2 separate regions of the Rattus norvegicus genome follow, and region 1 is linked to region 2. A link is a contact called in public HiChIP or PLAC-seq data. All regions are on one chromosome and are shown on one strand. The core of a region is the stretch at or near the end of the contact, and the rest is flanking DNA. Distances in the headings are between cores, read along the strand shown. Region 1 holds the start of Lipg (lipase G, endothelial type). Region 2 has its middle 39 kb from the start of Acaa2.

What was found. HiChIP or PLAC-seq counts read pairs in DNA pulled down with a chosen protein or histone mark.
Region 1: a contact with region 2 is called in an H3K27ac HiChIP or PLAC-seq map of oligodendrocytes, with 8 times the contacts expected there. The contact joins the promoter of Lipg here to the enhancer-like site in region 2. A contact is called at or near these places in 11 of 12 Hi-C or Micro-C datasets (the A7r5 cell line, the Rat2 cell line, Schwann cells and 7 more) and 1 of 1 datasets of contacts at active chromatin or transcription factors (oligodendrocytes).

Annotation. Positions count from the first base shown.
Region 1 is chr18:70,809,342-70,815,537 of GRCr8, forward strand. It overlaps Lipg (lipase G, endothelial type), which reads right to left and starts at 1,918. Exons shown (of 10, transcript NM_001012741.2): 1 at 1,546-1,918. The coding sequence starts at 1,642. It overlaps Trnap-agg92 (transfer RNA proline (anticodon AGG) 92), which reads right to left and starts at 5,095; the gene lies at 5,013-5,095.
Region 2 is chr18:70,655,830-70,661,886 of GRCr8, forward strand. No RefSeq gene overlaps it. Among named protein-coding and RNA genes, the nearest start is that of Acaa2, 39 kb to the left of the region's middle. Within about 2 kb of position 2,147, at least 3 of the 93 cell types and tissues checked have an H3K27ac peak or open chromatin away from gene starts, as enhancers often do.

The DNA of each region.
Region 1 (6,196 bases), core at 668-3,167, 150 kb after region 2:
ACGAAAGAGGGACAAAATCCAAAAAAGCACAGCTAAAGACACATGACCCGAACACGGGTTCACCGTCATGAAATTAAAGCCCCAACTGGCAGAAATTTGAGCTACCAATTCTGTCCTCCAACCTGGATAACCATTCTCACAGAGAGCAGATGGGGTAGCTTAGGGAAAAGGGGGAGCTGTTGGCCTCCCAAGAGAGCTGAAGCTAACCCCAAACATAGACAAGGAGGACCACCCTGATTCCTGGCTTGCTCTGACCTCACCCCACTGCAATCCAGCTTGGTTCCTACAACTTAAGGACTGGTCACTTTGGCTTCTGGGCCTTCGTGGTGGTTCTTCACCCAGATGACCCTCTCGGTTTCTTGCTCAGGGGTCAAGTTCTAGATAAGGTTCTCCCTGACCGCTCATGGTAAAATGTACGCCCCCCACCCGCTAACCCCCAACCTGATGGCAGCACTTTAAACCTCCCTCAGCTTTGCTTCCCTCCCTCACTCCTGAATAGCTTTTGCCTACATTAGTTTGAAAGGCTGAGATTAGATCCCACAAGGATAGGGACTGCCATCTATTCTGTTCCTTGCTGTCTTCCTCCCACCATCAACAGTCTCTGGTACTGGGATGCAGGGATAACTTTTCAAAGGAATGGCACCATCCCCCTAGTCAGAACCACCGAACACAGAAAGTTGAAAGAACTTCAGATGCCACCCACCTCAAGTCACCCTTCATGCTAACACTAGCTAGGAGAAGCTACCTTCCCCCCCCCGCCCCCCAGCCCCTTCCAAATTAAGCTCCCAGGTACCGATAAACTAACGTGGACTCCTAGCTCCTGGCTCTATATCTGCAGATTAACTGAAATGATAGGTCTTGGCTTGGGTGCTCTGGGGCCCTGCACTGACACTGGCTCTGGATGACCCCGCCCTCACTCCGCCCGCCCGCCCTTGCAGGTTGCCTCCGGTCCAAGAGTTCTATACCGAACCAAAGAAGCCAAGAGCAAGACGCTAGAAGAATGGGGGAGAGGGGAGAGGAAGGACGATTTATTCCGGGAGGATGTCACAGACCAGGTGTTCTCTACAAGCCATTATTCATCTGAGACTCTCCACGCCACCTCCACCGTAACTTCCAAAACACCTAAGCGCTGATGAAGGGGGGCAGGGGGAGAGGCACCGGAAGTTAGAGCGCTTTCTAAGAATCCTCTAGCCTCACCAACCTCCAAAGACAAGACACGGTTTAAAACATGATATAATTTAAGCGCGGCTAGAAGGCAGCTCAGCTAGCCGGACTGCGCTATCAATGGGATGGGAAGGAAGCAAAGAGAGGGCTCCAGCCCACGCACTCTGCTCGCCCGCAGCCTCCAGGACGGCTTGCTAACGGATGCTCTTCTCCGAAAGGCCAGGGCAAGTGGCCTCCGAGACCGAGGAGGAGAACACAGACAATGCAGTGGGGAAGGATTTCGTTGGGATGTAGAAGCACTGACGAAGGGTCCGCAGGACGGTAAGGGCCCAGCGCAGAAAAGAAGTGAGAAGAATAATAATAAAAATAAATGCACATTACCTCGCAGCGACCCCTGGGGACGTAAGGTTGTGAGACTTCCCGCCGGGAAGCAACAATAGAGGCTCCAGAAGCCGAGCAGGAAAACCGGGTCTCGCATCCTTCCCCGCCACGCCCCCTCCTCTCAAGCAGGTTTTTTTTTGGTTTGGGGTTTTGTTTTGTTTTGAAGCCACTAAAACCTCCTGAGCCTAGAAGTGGACAGGCCGGGTCCCGGCCAGAAGGTGATGGGGTGGGCAGCGGGAGCAGAAGTTACAACCTGGAAGGTTGGTAGCGCTGCGAGCGGCGAGGGGGAAAGGGAGCGGGTGGAGGGACACGCTGCCCAGCTCGACCTGTCCTCGCCCGGACCTGCAGTGAAGCCGGGACTCGCCGCTGTCACACCGCGAACTCCAGGAGAGGTACTTTTTAAAAGTATTCTAGTCATCTGACCCATCGCCAGATGGATATTTGCATAATTTATTCCCGTCTCGGGACTCTGATTGGTCACACCTTCACTGACGCCCGAACCGAGAACTCCCCAAAGTTTGAATGAAAGTACCACACACCCCACCACGTGGACGCCCGCAGGGATAAACTAGCGACACTGCGGTCCCGCTGCACGGGCTGCTGAGTTGCTAGCCTCCCCGGCTTCCCTTCCTATCCGTGAACCCTCAGATCCTCCACTTGCTCCTGGATCCAGCAAAGGGATAGTTCTCCAAAATGGTACTCCCTCTGGAGAAGAGATCCCCGGAGACAAGATGGGGGAGCCAGCAGTGCTGGGGTGGTCCCTCCGCACCCAGAACTGAGGGTGGGGATGGGGGAAAGCCACCTAGTCGTTCGCTCCATCTTTCTCTAGAACAGCTTTGGCCCCAGGTGCTAGCAGCATGATGGCAGATCCAGGAGCTGTGGACTGGGGTCTGCATTTTAGGGTTACACATACCCCACCTCAAAGACCTCGTTTCATTACTAGCTGCCACACTCGGGACAAGCCTCCCGACGTGTACAAGGCCATTCCCTCACCCCTTAATGTAAGGGGATAACAGTTCCTGAGGCTTAGGGATCGTGAGCTAATTGGCTCGCTCGCCTAGGAGAGCGCTTAAGGCGGGTAGGCGCTCTGTTGTCTCTGGGGAGTACCACACGCAGGTGAACCCAGAAAGGGTCTAAGACATGTGTCCCAACCTCTCCCAGCTTCCCGGTGTGTGAAATGAAGCATCCTCCTGTCAAGTTTCCATCCTTTCCTCCCTCTTTAATCTGGATCCTGTATCTAGGGGCCACAAACGGACGAAACTGTAATCCGGAGTCTGTACAGAGTTCCTGAGTCTGGGGCGGTGACCGAGGCAATGCACCTCCCAGCCAGTGGAGACCCTGAGCGCCCGGCCAACTGGAACCCGCGCCGCCTCGGGGCTGCGCGTCACCATCCACTCTTAACAGCTAGGGAAAACTGCTTCACTGGCCACACCCTAGACGGAGAACCCCTCCAGTAGCCCCGCAACCCTTCCTCCCTAGAGTGAGCGTTCCAGCTGGAGGGACCCGTGTGAAAAAAAAAAAAAAAAAAAAAAACCGGCCCTAGCGAGTAAGTCCTGTTCCGTGACTCTGGCTGCCAGACAGCACACTTCGTGGCTCATGTGAGCTGTCACCGATTAACAAGAAGTAGATTGGCTTTATCTTTTGAGAGTAAGATTCAGTGTGATCGATTTGTGGGAAGGTTGATATCACCTCCAGTGTCCCTCCCACTGGCCCTTTCCCTTGGCAAACTAAGAGCACAAGGCAGGTGTCACCTGCACTTAACAGATAGAAACCGGCACCAGACTGGCTGCTTCTTTGGAGGAAGTCTCCGTCTGTCTTTACTGCCCTAGGTTGGCCTTGGCCAACTGTCCTCTAGATAGGAGCCTTTGGCAAGCTTTACTAGCTGAATCTTTATAGCCAAAATCAAGGGCTAGCCTGTGGTTGATAAATAAATAAATAGGTAGGTTTTGTTTTCATTAGTTGGGGACAACCACGGTGAAAGGATAGCAGGAGCGCAGAAATCTCCCAGCAGCCTTCTCCAAGCCCCCTTTCTCTTTCTGCATTTCGGCCATTGTCTCGAGCAGTATGCAGGGTGTGTCTTGGAGACCTTTGTCACAGAAGAGACCACGAGGGAGGAGTAGGTATCCCTGCTTATTTTGCCCGGTGAGACAAACAAACAACAAAAACAAAAAGGTTCAGCAAAAAAAATTTTTTTTTAATTGAAAAGGCTGTGAAACCTTTAACGTTTCGTCGCTAGTTGTTTAGAGCGCCCACCGGTGTCCGCATGTTAAAACACAATGTGAGATGTTAAAACACAATGTGAGACGTTTCAAAGGACCTACTGAGGTTACAACCACGGCATTAGAGTGCACAGTATCAGTTGTCGTTCGTTCCTCATACATTTCAGGGGAGTTTTCAGCTGAACTAGTCTCATTAGGAACTTCCGTTGGGCTCCAGCCACGATTACAAGAGTTACCATGGTAAAGGATTCTAGACATTTACTTGGGGCAGCCAGCGTCTGAAGACCTTTCTTGTGGTAAAGAAATGAATCCCCTCGTATTCTAAGACCCATCTTCCAAAGCAGGCACTAACGCCAGCCTCCCTCACATGGGTACCCAAGTGCACCTAATGAACAGACTAAACCAGTGAGGTTCGCATCATTCCTTCGTGCCGGTTGGTTAGAGCGCCCTCCTGTGTCTCCACATTAAAACAACGGGAGACGTTTCAAAGTTCGAAAGGCGGTTACAATCAAGGTATCCATAAAGAGCCAGTTCTACTTACCTGATGCAGCGTGGAGAGTCGCCAGTAGATGAGTGTGCAGAGAACTCTGGGCTTGCCACCTTCAAGCTGAGCCCTTCAAGCTGGGTTGCTCTGCTCTGAGGGTTCCAAATGCTACTCAGTGCCCCAGTAGTATCCAGAGCCGTTTACATTACTTACAACAAAGAAAATGACTCAACTGGTGTTTGTGGAGCAGCTACTTAGAGACAGAGGGACTCAGAGTGGTCCAGACGCCATCCTTGCCTCCTATAGCTACAATCTTGATCTATAGGTGCCCAGAAATTTCCATTACAGCTGTATTAATTAACTCCGGTATTAGCCCTGAAAACAGCTTGATTTTTTTTTTTTTTTTTTTTTTTTTTTTGCTGTTCTACAAGTCCGGGATGAGTAAAGCAACATTTTCCAGTTCTACTGAAAGCCCTTTATAGCCCTCAGTGTGTACTTACATAGCATAGAGAGCCCTAGTGTCTCTTCTACCAACCATCCTAATCCCACAATAGATCCTACCCTAGAGACCTCAACAAAACAGCCACCTCCCAAAGGCCCTATCCCCTAAAACCGTCACACCGGGGGCTTCAACATATGAATGGGGGGAGCATGATTTAGTACAAAGAGTCGTGTATATAATCTTACATTTATTTTCTAGTAGCCATATTATAAAAGTAAAAAAGAAACACACGAAATTTGGGGGTTTTTTTCTTTTTTTTTTTTTTCGGAGCTGGGGATCGAACCCAGGGCCTTGCGCTTCCTAGGCAAGCGCTCTACCACTGAGCTAAATCCCCAACCCCCCGAAATTTGTTTTAGCAATATATTTTATTCCAGTACACCCAAAATATTATTTCAAAATTGTTTCAAGGGCTGGAGAGAGCACTCAGTCAGTCACTGCCTACCTTGGAAATATGAGAACGCAGGTTCAATCGCTAGCACCTCCCTAAAAGTTGGATCGTGCAGTGTGAACATGCGATCCCAGTAGTGGGGAGGTGAACACAGGAGAATCTCTGGGACTCTCACTCTCTGGTCAAATCAGCAGCTCTGAGTTCAGTGAGAAACTCCTATCTCAGAATATAAAGAACAATAGAGGAGAACACCTGACGCTGACATCTGATGTTCCCACCATGCACACATACGCACATGTGTGCACACATACGCACACACACACTATTTCAACATGGTGCCAATATGAAAATCATTAATGAAACATTAAAAACTCTTCTTTTGAAATACAGGCTAGCCATGCTTCAAGCGCTCAACAGTTAATGTCTCCCGTGTTAGATAGTACAGTTCTATGCTATCAAAACTAAACCCAATCTTAGAGATTCGCCAAGTATGCCATCTCCCTTTACAGATAGAGAGTGGAATGGACAGCAAGCCAGAATTGCTAGGTGAAGAGGCAGAGGTGGACCCAGGCATGGTAATCCCTGTACTTAGAAAGCTGAGGCAAGAGGAGCCTTCGTTCAAGGCTAGCCTGGGATACATAGTAAATTTCAAGGCAGCCTGAGCTCCATAGGGAGGCACCATCTTACAAATAAAGAGAAGAGAGAAAGGAGGAAAAGGTGGTAGTGAGCCAGGGCAAGCAGACTTTGCAGAAAACCTGGAGCAAAGCTATACCATTGGCTTGTAACAAAGAAAATTGCCTGGAGAAACAGCTCAGAGGCCAAGAGCACTGACTGTTCAGAGAACCTGGGGTTCAATTCCCAGCATCCACATGGGAGATCACAGCTGGCTGTAACTCCAGCTCTAGGGATCCTACACTCTCACACAGACACCCATGCAGGCAAAACACTGATGAAATGAAAAGAAACTAAAAGAAAAAGAAAGCTCACAAACATGACCCCATCGAATATTATACACTTAGCATTGTGCTAGAGGCTGTAAGACGCTCGAACGCGATAAC
Region 2 (6,057 bases), core at 897-3,396:
AACTCAGAGCTTACCAATTCCCCTAAACTTGCTAGCCAGATTGCTCAGGAAATCCCCTGTCCCCACTAAGGCTGGAATTGCAGGTGTGCTGTTATGCCCACACCATATTAATGTGGGTTTTTAGTAAACCAAGCTCCACTTGTCAAATTTTCAGAGAAAGTACTTTGGATCCTGGGACATCTCCTCAGACCCTAATGCTGATAAGGCGTTCCCCAGATGTCCAAAGGAACATTTATTAGCATTCTGTCCAAGCTCCACCCCAGTTACCTGGCAACAGTCGGCATGCCTGACATAAAAGGGGCTGCTTGCCCCCTCATCACTCTCTTGCTCCCTCTTGTCCTCTCTTGTTTGTTTTTTTTTTTTTTTTTGGAGCTGGGGATCGAACCCAGGGCCTTGCGCTTCCTAGGCAAGCGCTCTACCACTGAGCTAAATCCCCAGCCGCCCTCTTGTCCTCTCTTGATCTCACCCTCTTCTCCCTTTGTCCCATTCCCTTCCCCCCCTTCTCTCCATAGCTGGCCTCTACTCCTCTACTCTTCTATTTCCCAACTTCTCTTTCTCTCCCTCTTTCTCTGCCCTACTACCCTCTAACTCCCCTCCCCATGCCCTAAATAAGCTCTATTCTGTACGATACAGTCCTTGTGTGGCTGGTCCCTCAGGGGAAAGGGACATCTCAGCATGGGCCTGTGGAGGCACCCCCTTTCCTCAGACCTCCATAGAACATATCCCCCCTCTCTTTATCCTTTTATAAACAACACCATCCATACTGGGATTCTGGATCTACAGCATAGCTTCATGGCCCTCACTGCTGAGCCATGAATGACAGTGATACTTTGTTTCTTTAAGGCGAAGCCACTGCAGAGGGCTTGGAAGTTAACTCTCAGGCCTGACACTATAAAGGGGGCTGCTTGTCCCCGCCTCGATCCCTTGCTCTCGTTCTCTTTTGTGCTCTCTTGCTCTTACCCTCTTCCCTCTTTGTCCCTTCTCTCCCCATTTCCTTTCCCTCCCCCTCTCTCTACATGCTCATGGCCAGCCTCTACTCTTCTCCTCTCTTCTCTCTTCTCTCTTCTCTCTCCTCTCCTTTCCTCTCCCATCCCCTCCCCTCCTCCTCCTTCCTCTTCCTCTCCCCCCACTCTGCCCCCTACTACCCCCTTAATTTCCTTCCCATGCCATGAATAAACTTTATTCACCATCATGTTGCTGGTCTCCCAAGGGGAAAACATAATCCCCACCTCTTTATCTCTTTATAAATACATCAACATTATGGATTCTCCAAAACAGCTTGATTGTAGTTCAGATGGATCGAGAGTTCAGGGTCTGCCTAGGCTACCCTACTAGTTACGTTGCCCACTGTGAGAAGAAAATTCCATGACAGAAATAACTTAAAAGTGAGGTTTAGGAGCTGGAGAGATGGCTCAGTGGTTAAGAGCTCTGACTGCTCTTCCAGAGGTCCTGAGTTCAAATCCCAGCAGCCACATGGTGGCTCACAGCCATCTGTAATGGGATCTGATGCCCTCTTCTGGTGTGTCTGAAGAGAGCCACAGTACTCAGGTACATAAAACAAACAAAAAAAAAAAAAAAAAAGAAAGAAAGAAAGAAAAAAAAAGTGAGGTTTATTACAGCCTGTGGTTTCAGGGATTGTGGGATACCCAACAGCCCTGTGGCAGCAGGGATGTGTGAGAGGGGACATCTCACATTGCAGCCAGAGGGTTGTTTCCCTCAGGTATTCTCTTAACAGTAACAGGAAAAGTAATCAATGCCAGAGTAACAGGAAAAGTAATCGATGCCAGAACCCACCTTGAGAAGCACTGCCGGAAGCACCTGTATCCACACATTCAGTCCAGCACAGCACAGCGTCTGTAAATCACTGTCAGGGTTCAGTCCAAGGAGGCAGCATGGCAAGGATGCTTCAAACCTCCGGGATCCTTCTCCCAAGGCTAAGCATTCAGATCAGTTTATTACCACCTTGTCCTCTGGGGTTAATCAGCTAGAAATCAATTACACCCTGTGGGCAGTTTACATTCTGGATAGCCATCCCCCAATCAGCCAAGGGGAGGAAGGAGAACTGAGGCTTCTAGACAACTGACAGGCTGAGCCAGCCCTGCAAGGACTAGGAGTTGACAGCAATGCAGTGGGGCCCTGCACAGCCTGACACCATGCCGCATGACACCACATACCGTCCGGCTTGCCAGATACTTCACGTCTCTGTATGGCCTCACTGGCTCTGCGTGGCGATTAAGAAAAATATTTCTACTATTTGTTGATTTGAGAAGCAGCCTCTTGGGGACAAGCAATCTCTCTGAAGTTACACGGCTGTTACATGGATCTGCCTGGTTGTATAAAGTCTGGACACGTGAACCTGGAGAGACAGCTCAGTGGATAAGGGCACTGGCTTAATTCCCAGCACCTACATGGTGGCTCACAGTCCCCTGTAACTCCAGTCCCAGGAGATCCGATGTCCTTGTTGGCTCTGTGATCACAGCGTGTGGTGCCCAGACATATGTGCAGGCAAGACACCCATTCACATAAATAATGATAAAACACTTCTAAAAGATTGAAAAGACAATTAATAAGAAATGTCTGTAGCAGCTTTCTGGCTAATCCATTAAACATTGTGTGTGTGTGTGTGTGTGTGTGTGTGTGTGTGTGTGTGTGTGTGTGTGTTTCAAGACAAAAAAATCCCACTGGAAGAAGAAGGCAGCTTTCAGATGCCCTTCTAGCAGCAACCAGAGCCACAGCAAAGGCAAACTGTCCAGGAGGAAAGAGCATGTGATCCAAGCACACCCCACCCAGCTGAGTTGGAGCGGGAGTTAAAAGACTAGAGATTATATTTCCAGGCATAAAAAGGCTCACAACTCAGAGGCCTTCTGGAAAATGAACTTGGCAATGGAGCCCTTTGATCTCAAGGATGAGTCAAAATAAAGGGTCCTGTTACTCCAATGGTGGGGGAGAATGGTTTCCACACAAGAAGCATTAGCCACCCAAGAGAATAGACAAGGAAATGCTGACAAAGAGGAAAGCAGGATGACTGTACCAAGGGCTGGTCCCTTGTCACCCCTAGTATAGCCAAAGAAATGGTTATAACCAACCCATATTGTCCATGGGAAAACACACTTTGAACACACAGGCAGCAGGCTCTCCTGGTAAGGCACTTGCCTGAGGTTGAGCCTTAGAACCCACAGGAAACATCCAGGCCTGGCAGTGTGCACTCATCACCCTTACATGACAGGGAAAGGGGTTCAGGATGTGCTGATGGCCAAGTTACTCTGAGCTCCAGGATGAGAGACCCCATCAGACAGACAGACAGACAGACAGACAGACAGACAGACAGACAGACAAAAAAGGTGGAGAGCTAAAGGAAGACACCAGGCTGCCATCTAGCATCCACATCCACATCCGCATCCGCATCTGCATCCACATCCACATCCACATCCACATCCACATCCACATCCACATCCACATCCACACACACACACACATATTATTGTTTACCACAGTATCTAATGGACTAAGTGGCCCTCGAGCTTCTGGGACTCTCACACCTTCACCTCCCATCTCACTATAAGAAAAATGGATTTGCAGAAGCGTGCCACCTCACCCAGCTTCATGTGACATTTCTGGGAATTCAATCTCAGGTCATCATGCTTGTGTGTCGAGTCCTTTACCCACAAAGCCCCGCCTTGGAATATTGGTTGTTTGGTTTTTTTTTTTTTTAATGATCCCATGTTTGGCACCAGAGAAAATGGCAACTGGAAGTATTCAGACAAATGTGCCAAGTATAAGCTGAGACAACCAAAAAGCCATTCTAAAAATACACTGCAGAAGCTCTTGGCTACTTAGAATGGAGGGGCACTGTCCTCAGAAAGGCCTGCAGCAGAGGGTCCTGTAACTGCCTGGAGAATCAAGGAGACAAAGCTAAGTAACGGGGTCCATCCAAAGGAGAAAAAGTAAAATAAGATGGGGGAGAACTAATGATTTCTGTTTGTCATTGTTGTCTGTAAGGGCTGTCAGCTGGCGCCAGTTAATAAACCTACACCGAGTCTGGTGTAGGTGACTTTCCCATGTCATTGGGACAGGTCACTTCTTCCTTTGGGACCTCTCTACGGCCACTCGCTCTCCGGTCCATTTATATATTTCAACGTGTCACTTGCATTTACATCTAAGAGGATTTGCACAAATACGTCATCTATCTTTCTTAACTTATTTATCTCACTACTATTTTTCTCTAGACAGAGTCTCACATTGTATCCCAGGCTGCCCTGGAACTCTTTATGTGACTCAAGGTCTTCCTCAACCCTGGCCTCAGGTGGCTACTCACAGTAGACTGTTCACTACCACCCTCGAGCCTCTAGCTCTGCCTGTCTTCGTAGTCCTCAAACCATTCCTCTTCTCTTCCTCTCCTATCTCTCCACCACATACCTGCTCACTGTAGCACCCCCTGCCTGCACCATGTGAGGCTCTGGGTGTGTTCTGTCCCAGTAAACAATTTTTAAAAAAATAGAATACTCATCATTTCTTGGGCTAGAGCCTGCGGGGTAGGTAGCTCACGTGGTCAAATGACTTTAGTTTATCACCAGAGAGGCTAGGTTCAGCTTTTCTATAGGAAACATCATAAGTTCAAAACAGTTACTCCATGGGAGCGGAGACGGGGCGGGGGGTGGGTTGGGGACAACCAAAGGACCACTGTCACCTAAGCAAGGAAGGTGGCAGCCTGGAGCATAACCTGCCTCCAACCTGACTCTCATTTTTGTCATCCAAATCATGTCCTGGGTGGCTCCCCTCCCTCCCCTCTCCAGGCAGAATTCCTTCCCTTAGGTGCATTCTGGATTTTGCACAGACTTGCACAAGTGCTCATCCCACCGCACACTGTGGCTCATTTAATAACATGCCCCGAGTCCACAAATTCCCTGAGAGCAAGCACTGTGTCCTTCGGATCCTGCTTCTCCCCCAAGAAGCAGACCAGAGTGCTTGAGCACGGTCGTATTCCGGTGTAGTAAATAAACAGTCTTCCAACTCTGCCGAGCTCTGGGGACATCATTGGAGTGTGCCAGCCTATGAGGACCAGAGACCAGAGGATGACTGATGGAAATGACAGGGATCCACCGTCTACACTGCGGATCGGCGGAGATCGGACTCGAACTCGTAATGTTAAAAAGAGACGTTGGGGGGCGGGGTGTTGGGGATTTAGCTCAGCGGTAGAGCGCTTGCCTAGCGAGCGCAAGGCCCTGGGTTCGGTCCCCAGCTCCGAGGGAAAAAAAAAAAAAAAAGAGAGAGAGAGAGAGAGAGAGAGAGAGAGAGAGAGAGAGATGTTCCAGTTTTCTGTGGATAAAATGTCCCGGGCGAACTTCAGTTGAGGCTTAATCCAGGAACTGAAGAAATGCACCAAGACTGAGTGTGATGCCTGCCGCTGTTCCTGTTTCTACGTGTGGAAAGGACCCTATAGGACCCTAAGTCTAAACCATGCAGGTCGGTGCACGCCGAGGAAGAGCATGCATGTTGTCCCCAGCAAGTCCAGCGAAATTGGTCTTAATTATCACCAGTTCCCCGAAATACCTCCTACACTGAACCGGGGGAATGAGATGTTCTGATTCCACAGCTTGATAAAGATTCTAGCTGCAGACTGCTGAATCGCGTAAAGAGCGTGTTCCAGGCTGAGCACGGTGTGCTGGCTCGAGATTTATGGAGCGGGCACCCCAGCTCAGCCAGCAAGCAGCGTGGGAACCTGCCAAGTTGCTACACACCACATCGCAAGCAACACTGCCTTTCCTTCCACACGACGCAGCTGGACTCGTGGGTCTCAGCTTATCCCGCCATTCTCAACGCCCCCCTTCTCTTTAGCACTCCAGCATTCTGATACCCTCCACCCTACGAGGCCCAGCCGCCATAGCCCCTTCAGCCATTCCCGTCTCAGGATAGTCCTGTCCGGCCACAGACATCGTTGGGAGCCTTGTATGGGATTGAGTGTTAGCCCCTCAAGCTTCTTGAAAGCTGCTACCTGTCCTAAGGGCTCCAGATGCTGATGACTTGGCCTCTGACTCCTGGCTGTCTAAGTTCCTGTCT